Regions from separate parts of the Mus musculus genome. Here regions 2 and 3 are each linked to region 1. Evidence: chromatin contacts called from public Hi-C and HiChIP or PLAC-seq data. All regions are on one chromosome and are shown on one strand. The core of a region is the stretch at or near the end of the contact, and the rest is flanking DNA. Distances in the headings are between cores, read along the strand shown. Region 1 has its middle 23 kb from the start of 1700063D05Rik. Region 2 overlaps Mir100hg (Mir100 Mirlet7a-2 Mir125b-1 cluster host gene). Region 3 overlaps Mir100hg (Mir100 Mirlet7a-2 Mir125b-1 cluster host gene).

Evidence for each region. Hi-C and Micro-C count contacts between places; a contact is called where the count stands out from the background. HiChIP or PLAC-seq counts read pairs in DNA pulled down with a chosen protein or histone mark.
Region 2: an H3K4me3 HiChIP or PLAC-seq map of embryonic forebrain shows a contact between it and region 1, with 4 times the contacts expected there. The contact joins two enhancer-like sites. A contact is called at or near these places in 1 of 484 Hi-C or Micro-C datasets (the C10 cell line), 11 of 115 datasets of contacts at active chromatin or transcription factors (differentiating embryonic stem cells, embryonic basal ganglia, embryonic forebrain and 7 more) and 1 of 9 other capture datasets (embryonic stem cells).
Region 3: a contact with region 1 is called in a Hi-C map of the N1E-115 cell line, with 6 times the contacts expected there. The contact joins two enhancer-like sites. A contact is called at or near these places in 18 of 484 Hi-C or Micro-C datasets (the N1E-115 cell line, brain, cardiomyocytes and 11 more), 12 of 115 datasets of contacts at active chromatin or transcription factors (embryonic basal ganglia, embryonic forebrain, embryonic hindbrain and 7 more) and 3 of 9 other capture datasets (embryonic stem cells, embryonic tail and embryonic trunk).

The regions. Positions count from the first base shown.
Region 1 is chr9:41,227,376-41,230,479 of GRCm38.p6, reverse strand. No RefSeq gene overlaps it. Among named protein-coding and RNA genes, the nearest start is that of 1700063D05Rik, 23 kb to the right of the region's middle. RefSeq lists an enhancer at 1-2,578. Within about 2 kb of position 1,524, at least 216 of the 459 cell types and tissues checked have an H3K27ac peak or open chromatin away from gene starts, as enhancers often do. A contact at or near this core is called in the N1E-115 cell line, cerebral cortex, cortical glia and 6 more, where this site is marked.
Region 2 is chr9:41,428,437-41,431,540 of GRCm38.p6, reverse strand. All of the region lies in intron 3 of Mir100hg (Mir100 Mirlet7a-2 Mir125b-1 cluster host gene), which reads right to left. Among named protein-coding and RNA genes, the nearest start is that of Mir100hg, 53 kb to the right of the region's middle. Within about 2 kb of position 1,665, at least 9 of the 459 cell types and tissues checked have an H3K27ac peak or open chromatin away from gene starts, as enhancers often do. A contact at or near this core is called in embryonic basal ganglia and embryonic forebrain, where this site is marked.
Region 3 is chr9:41,390,652-41,393,755 of GRCm38.p6, reverse strand. Mir100hg (Mir100 Mirlet7a-2 Mir125b-1 cluster host gene) reads right to left here. Exons shown (of 5, transcript NR_131928.1): 2 at 457-562. Among named protein-coding and RNA genes, the nearest start is that of Mir100hg, 16 kb to the right of the region's middle. Within about 2 kb of position 1,640, at least 30 of the 459 cell types and tissues checked have an H3K27ac peak or open chromatin away from gene starts, as enhancers often do. A contact at or near this core is called in the N1E-115 cell line, cerebral cortex, cortical glia and 4 more, where this site is marked.

The sequences.
Region 1 (3,104 bases), core at 275-2,774:
TGCATATGTGCACATGCCTGCGTGTATGTGTGGTTATGGGTATACTGCGTGCATTCTTGCATGCGTGCATGAGTTGTGTGTGTGCACACACATATGTGTGTCTGTGTGTGTCTGTATGCGTGTGTGTGTGTGTGTGTGTGTGTTTGTGTGCGCACGCGTGTGTGTTCATGCACCTCAGCGCTCATGCGGAAGTCAGAGGACAACTTTCAGAAGTCTTCCGTCCCCTTGAGGCAGGGTCTCCAGTGTAATCTTCCTGGGTTGGAGCACCATCTTCGGAGATAAAATGCTACCTAAACTTAAGATCAGTTTATTGCTAGCTAGATTATACACAGCATCACTCCATCACCCAATATTTACCTGGAGACTAACTGGTATCGGGCAATGGGTGATGGGCAGTGGGTGCTGTATTTAGAGCAAAAAGATCCGAGGTTGAATTTCATCATTGACTGTAGCACCTTCGGCAAATTAATTCCTCAGCGTCTCAGATTCTTTGTCTACGGCAATGGGGATAAGACAGTTATTATAAGAGCCAAATTAGCTAATGTGCACAGAAGCACTCTGCTTTTATGAATGGCTATAAACAGATTATGACTTATTAGAGAGCCACTCTGATCTAGGAGTAGCCCGACCGTCAGATCCCAGCACGTGGGGAGAAGAGAAGGGATAGGGTCAACCTGAGGTATGCAGTGAAACCCAGGGGAAGAGATGGGGAGAAAGTGAAGGAGAGAAGAAAAAGAAGAAGAAAAAGGTGCCGCCAAAAGGTACCCTGGCTTCAGCTCGCCTTGAAGTGGGTTATTGTCGAAGCTGCACAGGGAGGAGCTCTTTCTCCAAATTTTCAAGGGCAGAATTCTTAGCCAGTAACCACAAGTAGTTATTTTACCATCCATTCTCTTTATATTTCAAAAGACTCGGGTTCAAATGTCAGTTCCAAGTCTCTGTTTCTTCTCATAACAAATGGACCAAATGATATTCACTCCACAGGAAGGAGGGCTAAGAAAAATAGAGGCTTACTTGGGGTTTTCTGTCTAGGGATGTGTGTTCTCATCTGTGCTCCTCCTGGAGTGTCCCCTGTAAGCCCCGGGGAGTGGATAGGCTTAAGGAATAGGCCTCAGTTTTCCTTGTCTTTCTTTGCTTAGTGGCTCTAAAATCAGAGCCCAGCAGGAGAGTCGTGGGAGAGGCCTTCTAAGATGGGGTCAGAAACGCTCAAAGCAGTATTACTACCGATCTCCCTGCACTCCCAAGACAATAACCTTCTCTAATCACTACCAGATTCCACATTCGCGCCAGAAAGCAGCAGGGAGCAGTTGCCTTGACCCGCCAGGGCCTCCAGCCCCTCCCCGCCAGACGCAGACTAATGCGATACAGACGTCTCCCTCCCAGCACCGCTCTCCCACCCGCAGTCCCTCTCCAGACGGACATCGCTCTTCCGAAGTCATTTTTTGCAGGTCACCAGGCCACTTTTCCACGAAGCCAGGGAGAAGCCTGCACCTCGGGACTTCCTAGCTACCCAGAGGGTATTGTATTCACTCCTGGCGGAAGCCAACTTCAAAAGGGTATCAGGCGGGGCTTCTCACTCATTTCGATGGTACAACAGTGACCTCCAGTGGCAGAGCCGGGAGACAAAAAAAATCTGCAACGTCTCAGAATATTCCTGTCCTCATAGAAGACAGTCTACAATAGGACACGATTTCTCTTGTAAACAGCGTCTAGGACGACGACGACGGTGATGGACTCCATAGTTGCTGAATCCAAGCAATCCTGCAGAGATAGCCAGTGGCAAGTTTCCAACCCACGATCTGAGCTCCATGGCCTATCATTTATTTAGTACAGCTCCCTCAGCTCTTAATCCACTCCAGACCCCGCCCTGGTGCCCAAGTGGCTTGTGTTAATTCCACTGCTAGAAATGACCTCTTCATCTCTCTGCCTGATAAAATCTTCGTGTGATGATGTCAGATGAGAACATGCCACTTGGGGACACTTTCCAGATCATCCCTCCTAACAGAATTGATTTTGTCTTCAAAACCAAATAGTATCAAGGACGTCAATACTGCTGAATGCATTCGGCTTGAGAAGCAACACGGTACAGCACTGTTGTAGGGACTTCCACTGCTGAGAGTTCTAGGTGAAGGATGGAAGGGTGTGGGAGTGTCAGGCACATCTGCAGCACCATGACACATGCCTGAGGAAATGACATAAGAGAGGAAGGGTTTATTTTGGCCCACAGATTTGTATCTTTCTGTCCACTGTCATTGGTATCTGTTGGTTCCAGTCCAGTGTTTGGTGAGGCAGAACATGAGGGCAAAGAGCAAAGTGGCCCTCCTTGGGACAGATAGGAGATGGGAAGGGACTTAATAAAGACAAAATACATCTCCTAATACATCATTAGAGGCTACTTCCTCCAGTGTGGCCTTCCCTCCTATCTCTACCAACTCCCATCATATTATGAGCTTGTGAATGGACTGATCTACAGATTAGTTCCGAGTCCTCAGGAACCAGTCATCTTCCCTTCGCTCGACTGTTGACTGTCGCGTTGAGAATAGAGCCCTTCACATGTGATCCTTGACAAGGGGCACACTTCATATGCAAATTATAATTACTGAGCTCAGAATGCTGCAGACTAGTGGGGTGTGCACAGGAAAAAACAACTGCCATCGAGTGTAGTAAGGAGTTCCATATTTGTCTCAAGTAAGAGTCATCACTCCAGTCAGGGGGAAGAAATGCAATCAGAGACTGTCTAAATAAATGGAAGGGCTTTGCTTGGGTATTTGGGGGCTGAACGGGAGTTAATGAGGCAGGTAGAATGATTTAAGATGGGGGAAGAAAAGAAAAGATGCTCATTTGGATGTGAAATAACTACCTAGAAGTGATTTCGTTGCGACAAGGGGCAGCCCACGCTGGCTGGATTATCTATCACTGGATGTTTTACAGTCAAGAGATACTAGGCTGGAAGACTACTGAAAGCAGGATTGGGATCTTCCAAACTGTTGGCTATATAACCCAGGGTCATCAATGATTGCTGAACTATAGCATGATTCGGGGAGAATAAGCTCACGCATAAGCTAGAGTGGCTCACAAAACAGGATAAAAATCAAAATCTGGTTTCT
Region 2 (3,104 bases), core at 416-2,915, 200 kb before region 1:
AGCATCTTATAGAATAAATGCCAAGGAACAGGGCATGGGCCTGAGGACGTTGGGACAGTGGAAACCACAGTCACAGTCCACTGTAAAAGCAGTACCTTCTCGTTCCTGGCAGAGTCTACATAGCCTAGAACACACAGCAGCTGGGATAGAAGCTGAACCAGTTTTCTGCTGACTTACCTGGTTGAATCAAACGGGATTCCAACAGTTTGCTATCCTGATCTAACTTGATCAGGCATCAAATCGTCACAGGTAGAGTCATACACCCTCCCCCCATCCTTCAACAGCAATGATTAAGTTCGTTCCGAAATGGCTGACAGAAAAGCCCTGTCGTGGCTTCAGTCTAAATTGTTGAAGCATCCGAATTATACGGTGCCTTTGTTATCTAGTGGAATGCATGTCCCTGGGGTACTCCTTTGAGTTCAACTAAAATGACAGTTTAATTCTCAGTAAATGAGTGCTAATTAAAAAGCTGGGGGAAAGACTGTCATAATTGAATAATGAGAATAATGCAGCATGCATTTGTTTAAAAGTTCCTGTAAGCTGAATTTAGGGATAAAAAAAAATGGTCTCTGGGAGCTCACAGGCAAAACCCAGCTCTCTAAAAAGCCTTTGATACTCAGCATGCGTACGTACGCACTGAGCTAAGTCTGCATCTTGAGCAGGAATTGTTCTAAAGCTGCCCTGAGAGTCTAATTCACACCTCCTCATGGCTTTCTTGCATGATGCTTGTGAGCATATCCTTCATCCCGGATTTTTTGTGATATGTGGTTGGAGTAGAACACGTGGTAGAGAAATCCATTTCTGACTTGTAACTGTGATGGCCTCTGTGGACTCTCATTTCTAGAATGCAGTAGGCTCTGCTATCATAATGTGTTTAGAAAACAGAATCAGGCAATGCCAAGATCAGAAGTCTCTGAGGGAAGCCACGTGAGTGAGTGGCAGGAGATTGGAGTCCAATCTTTATTTAGCCTGCTCATAATTCCAAGACCCGAGGTAAATAATTCACGCCTCCCTCTCCCAATTCCCATCGCCTCCTTACATTTGTTTGGAGGATAAAGTCTGACAATACACTTCACTTTAAAGGGGAGAAAAATTAAACAAATGAAACAACGTTCAGCCTGGAGCAATTGGATGACTTTGTATGAGTTGGCACAGCCCTCAGCTCTATTTCCTCATGTCCACAGTGGTGTCCAAGCATTTCCAACTAGGAAGGCCTACAGTGGGCCAGCTCCTTATGAGTGTGTATTAGGAAATCTATATTATCCTAAACTACAAGAATGTAACCATCATCCCACAGGGCTCAGTTCGTACGCGGGGCCCCACCTCAGCTGCCGGCATAATTGGATTGACTTTCATGCGTCTCGCCTTCTGCATTTTCTTTATCTCCTCTATCCCAGTAATAGCTCATTTCAAAGACTTCACAACGGTATTGAATTCAGCCCATTCAGCCAGCTTCTGTCCTGTCCTTAAAGATCTATGGGAAAAGTAAATTCTATGACCTCCTTCAAAGCCTAACAACTTTTACAGTGAGTAAATTCTGTACTCTCTGAATTCGTTGATTGTGGAAAAAAAATGTCGCCCAGGGCCACCCATTGGGAGGCCTCCCATACACTTCCTAATCCAACCCAGTCTAGAGCCCTGACAGCTCCAGCAGAGGTGCTTAGACACCCCCTTATGAATATGCAAAGACAATCTTTCACTTACAAAAGAAACTGATATAGCCATTATGGCCTGTGGTTAATCAAACCTCCATTCACTTCTCTCTGCTTTGAGAACCTTCATCAAGAAAACGTGTTGCTAAGCAAACTTAGCACTAAGGACCTGGTTCCTTTACAAAATGATTGCCTAGAGGCCAGCTTGCTTAGAAGTAAAGTTCCAAGCTGATTTTTTTTTAAACTTGTTGGTTGTTGATTTTTTTTTCTTTAGCGTCTTATTTGATTTCCTATAAAATCCAAGCTAATCATTCGGTTGAAGGAAGATTGGAAAGTTGTTCACACATTACTCATTTAAAGAAGTTGAAGTTTACTCACCACACACACACACACACACACACACACACACACACACACACACACTCCTACCAAATCCTTCTACTTGATTTTGCAACTGCTTCTTGGAAAATATCCAAGCTTGGGCCAAGGAAATGCATAATAGAACGGCTCACAACTTTCATTGAGCTTTACAGAATGAGCCATCATTCTTTATAGACATCTATCTTAGTCATTCCTGCCTCCCCCAGGAAACATGACCAAGAGAAAGCATGAAGAGCATTATATCGCAAGGTCTTATTGACAGACAAAAGACCAGAACAGCCCCTTCTAGATTCGCAACTTATTTTTAAGGTGAGCCTAAGATGATATGTGCCATGGATTCTATGATCTCCAAATAGAGAAAAACACTTTCTGTGGCTCAAAGGTGAAGTCGTAAGCCTACCCAAACAAGCATAGTATATCTCTAACATACCTAGACCATCAAATTACATCTAGCTTAGTCAACCTCATGCCTTGCAACTTCCAGGTACCACTTTTTCCTCTAGGGAGTGGTAGGTCAAAGGCTTCCATCTCCCATTTCCAGCAACAATTTATTTTACTGCACAGTAAGGTCTTAAGGAGATGTGAAGTACCCAGGCATTTGGGAAACAGACTTCGGCAAAAATAATTTTATATATTAACCTTTGAGCTGCCAGATTTATTTCTGAAGAAACACCATCCTAGATAAAAGATATATGCTATACGGCTATATCGTACACATTTCTATTTAATTATTTTTGCCAAATAATGCTTTTACCCTCTTCAGCTGCTTCCATGTAATAAATTTGACCAGAGGATGGTGGCTTTACATTTTCTTAGTTTATTTTTCTATTTATCTATTCATCGGGGAGACATTGATCTTTAATGTTTCCTTTTTTTTTTTTTTCAATTTTTGTATTTGTGCACTCGAGGCTCTTCAGCCCTCAGGTGATACTAGCCCTCTGAGCCATAGCTAGTTCCTAAAGCACCAAACAACTTAGATGAAAGCATGCCTCTCACGGGTGAGCCAAGCAGCTTCTCATTGAACCCACAGACAGTGCCAATCTTATCCAGTATGCAGTCATACCAGGACCA
Region 3 (3,104 bases), core at 391-2,890, 160 kb before region 1:
GCCTAACACTCCACTCAATACTTCCTTCCCTAGTGGTCAGGCAGGGTTTTAGGTTTGTGTAGATGAAAGACACAGTCTTCCTGAAAAGGTATTGTCATCACCACAGGCCCGAGTGCACGGGTCCCATGATGAAGGAACTCCGAGCCAGGTGTAACAATAGCAGAGGGATCAGCACAAATGCCCAAACAGCCTACTGAGCATCCCTGGGGGAAATAAATAAATAGCATACAAAAGTTATCCTTTTAATTCAAAGAGTTATCTGGGATCCTCAATGGTAGTCAAAGTTCATGAAACTACTGTGGTGATTATGAAGATGGAAAAATTATTATTTGACTTACACTCGTAATAGCCTCTGGTTGCAGAAAGGATTCCTGTCTCCTGGAAGAGACATGGTGAATAAGGTCAACTGAAGTTGTTTGGTTTTGGAAACATTATCTTGTTGGAGAAAACACTTACTCTTTGCACTTAGGAGCTCCTGGTGGTCTCAGTTGGTCAGCAATAGTGAAACTCTCCTGAAACATCACAGCCTCGGGAAGATGAGGTCAGTCCATTGCAGGATTCACTAAGAGTGAACAGAGAAAGCTGAGTTACCTGGAGTAGGGGTACAATGACTGCACCACGGTCCCAACATTCACCCATGTCATCTCACACGTGGGTGCCCTTAACAAGCTGGGTTTTGTCCCCAGTATTTAACAAACTCCCTTGAATATCTTCTTTACTTGAATATACTTCTTTGAGTGCTGTACTGGGTTTAGGGAGCCAGCAACCTCTGCCTGAACTCTTCATCCTAGAGTATGGGAAGCCATTAACAAAAAGTTTTCAAGACCACAACATATGAGACATTTTGGGCTGGTGTGACTGCATTAATGGAAACACACATTTCTCCCTGAACATTACTGTCAGATGAGACAGTGAAACCCACAGGAATGAGAAGGAAAGCAAGTGTCCCACCCGAGACTATACACACTTCACTTGCTATTCCCCGATGCCTCATCTCCGAACTTGGGTGTAGCCCAAAGCTGAGGCTGAGATCACACAAGCTCCCACTTCTGTTCGTGCTGTGAGCCTCCCAAAGGAGCATTCCCTATCCCCTGGCTTCAGAGGACACAAACCTTCCTTTGATCAGGAAGGCAAGCAGCCAGGCCATGCAAACAGCAAAGGCGATCAACACCAGCATCTGGACTGCAAGGTTGACTGTATTGTCTTCACGAATTAAAAATGACACATCGCAAAGATTACACGGCTCTGGTAGACCTCATGGCCTGCCTGACATGCTGGTTCAGTCTAAATCACGGACTCATTCAGACACCCAAACAAATTAACACATGTTTCTTGATGATACAAAATTGCATCTGTGTGTGTGTGTGTGTGTGTGTGTTCAAACCACTATACAAACACATCATCAATTAAATATTTATCAGACTTCCACTGACCTATGAAAGTCATCATCCACTAGCCCTCAGAGCACCATGGCTGGCTGGTTTTAAAAGCTAGCTTGCAGCTTTGGTCAGTGGAACACATTAGACCTTTCTCTGTGAAAAGCTCTTTCTATCTTTTGAACCGGATCCACACCCTGGGCTGAATGAAGCTTTTAGAACCAGTGAGAACCAGATGGCCCTCCGAGATCATTTTTGAATGTTTGGATCTGAGTCATTTGTATGCAGAAGGTTTCACAAAATAGCAATCTGGGTGGCAGGCTCCAGGCTGGGTCCAGCTTTCCAGACAGCCCATCTTTGCCTACAATTGAGAAGACAATATTGTAAGGTTCCATAAAAATATTGCAACATTTATCTATATGTGTAGCATCAAATAAATGAAGTGTACTTGTCAGGCTGCTATTTCTATGGGAGGTCTCACAGCTCCGCCTTCTCTCCCCTCCTCCCCCACCCCATTCCTTTTGCTTGTTTCCATTCCACCTATAGGGTTTTGTTTTGTTTTGTTTAAATCACAGGCATAGAGCCAGCATTGTGAACCAGCCAGCAGAGGGTACTACGTTACTGGTGCAATAATCCAAGCCACAACAAACACGGAGCTGAGAACATTTAGATGAATTAAAATGGGCTCCACTCAAATTGTGCTCTGGGAGTTCCTCGTTTACAAAGGAAAGGCTGTGGGATGGAAGATATGAGAAGGAGCAGATCCACAAGGTCTGCTCATCCATAAGGAAAGGCGAGGGTCTTAGTCTGAGAGCAGACCAAGGGGTGGAGCACACTCAAGTTCAAAAAGGGGGACGTGATCCAAACTAAGAGGTACGCTTACAGTCATTTACTGTAGAGGAAAACAACTAACTTATATTAACACAGATATAAGCAGAGGGATATTATCGCAATCTTATTTCCAGTCACTCCAAGCTGGAAGGAATCAGAATGCCCCGTAATCCACGAATGGAAGACCAAGAACAGTGTTGTTACATGCGGAACACTATGGAGCTACAAAAGCGAGGAAGTTCTAGCTGGATGAGGATGTGGTAACTTATGACTGTAATCCCAACACTCAAGATGCTGAGACAGGGGATTAATGCTAGTTCAACACTGATGTGGATGGCATAGTAAGGATCTGATCGAATAATAATGAAAAGAGTTACTGACAGAGCAATACGGATGAGCCTAAAGGACATTGTATTGAGTGGAGGACGCCATCCACCCACCCCACCCCCACTCCCTGCCAAGTGTCACCTTCTAATTCCGTTAATACACTACTCTCAGCAAACTTGGGGCTCTAAAGACAGGACATGGCAGAGGTATGTGAGTACAAAGCAGTGGTATGGGAAAACATTTAGGATGGCAAATGTTCTGCTATGAGTGATGATTCCAAACAGGAATTAAAATCATAGACCCACACACCCAAGAAAATTAATTTCTTTATATGCTAGTTTTAGAAGTAAAAGATTTTAAAGAAAAAATATGTGTTTAAGATGACTGCTATAAATATACATATGTATACACATACATATACATGCACATGCACACACACACACACACACACACACACACACACACACACACACACACACACACACCCTGACACAACTGTGAGCAGTATAGGATAAGCGGATACATGAGAAGTCTGGAGAGTGGGGGAAGGAAGCTGTTAACTCAATGGTA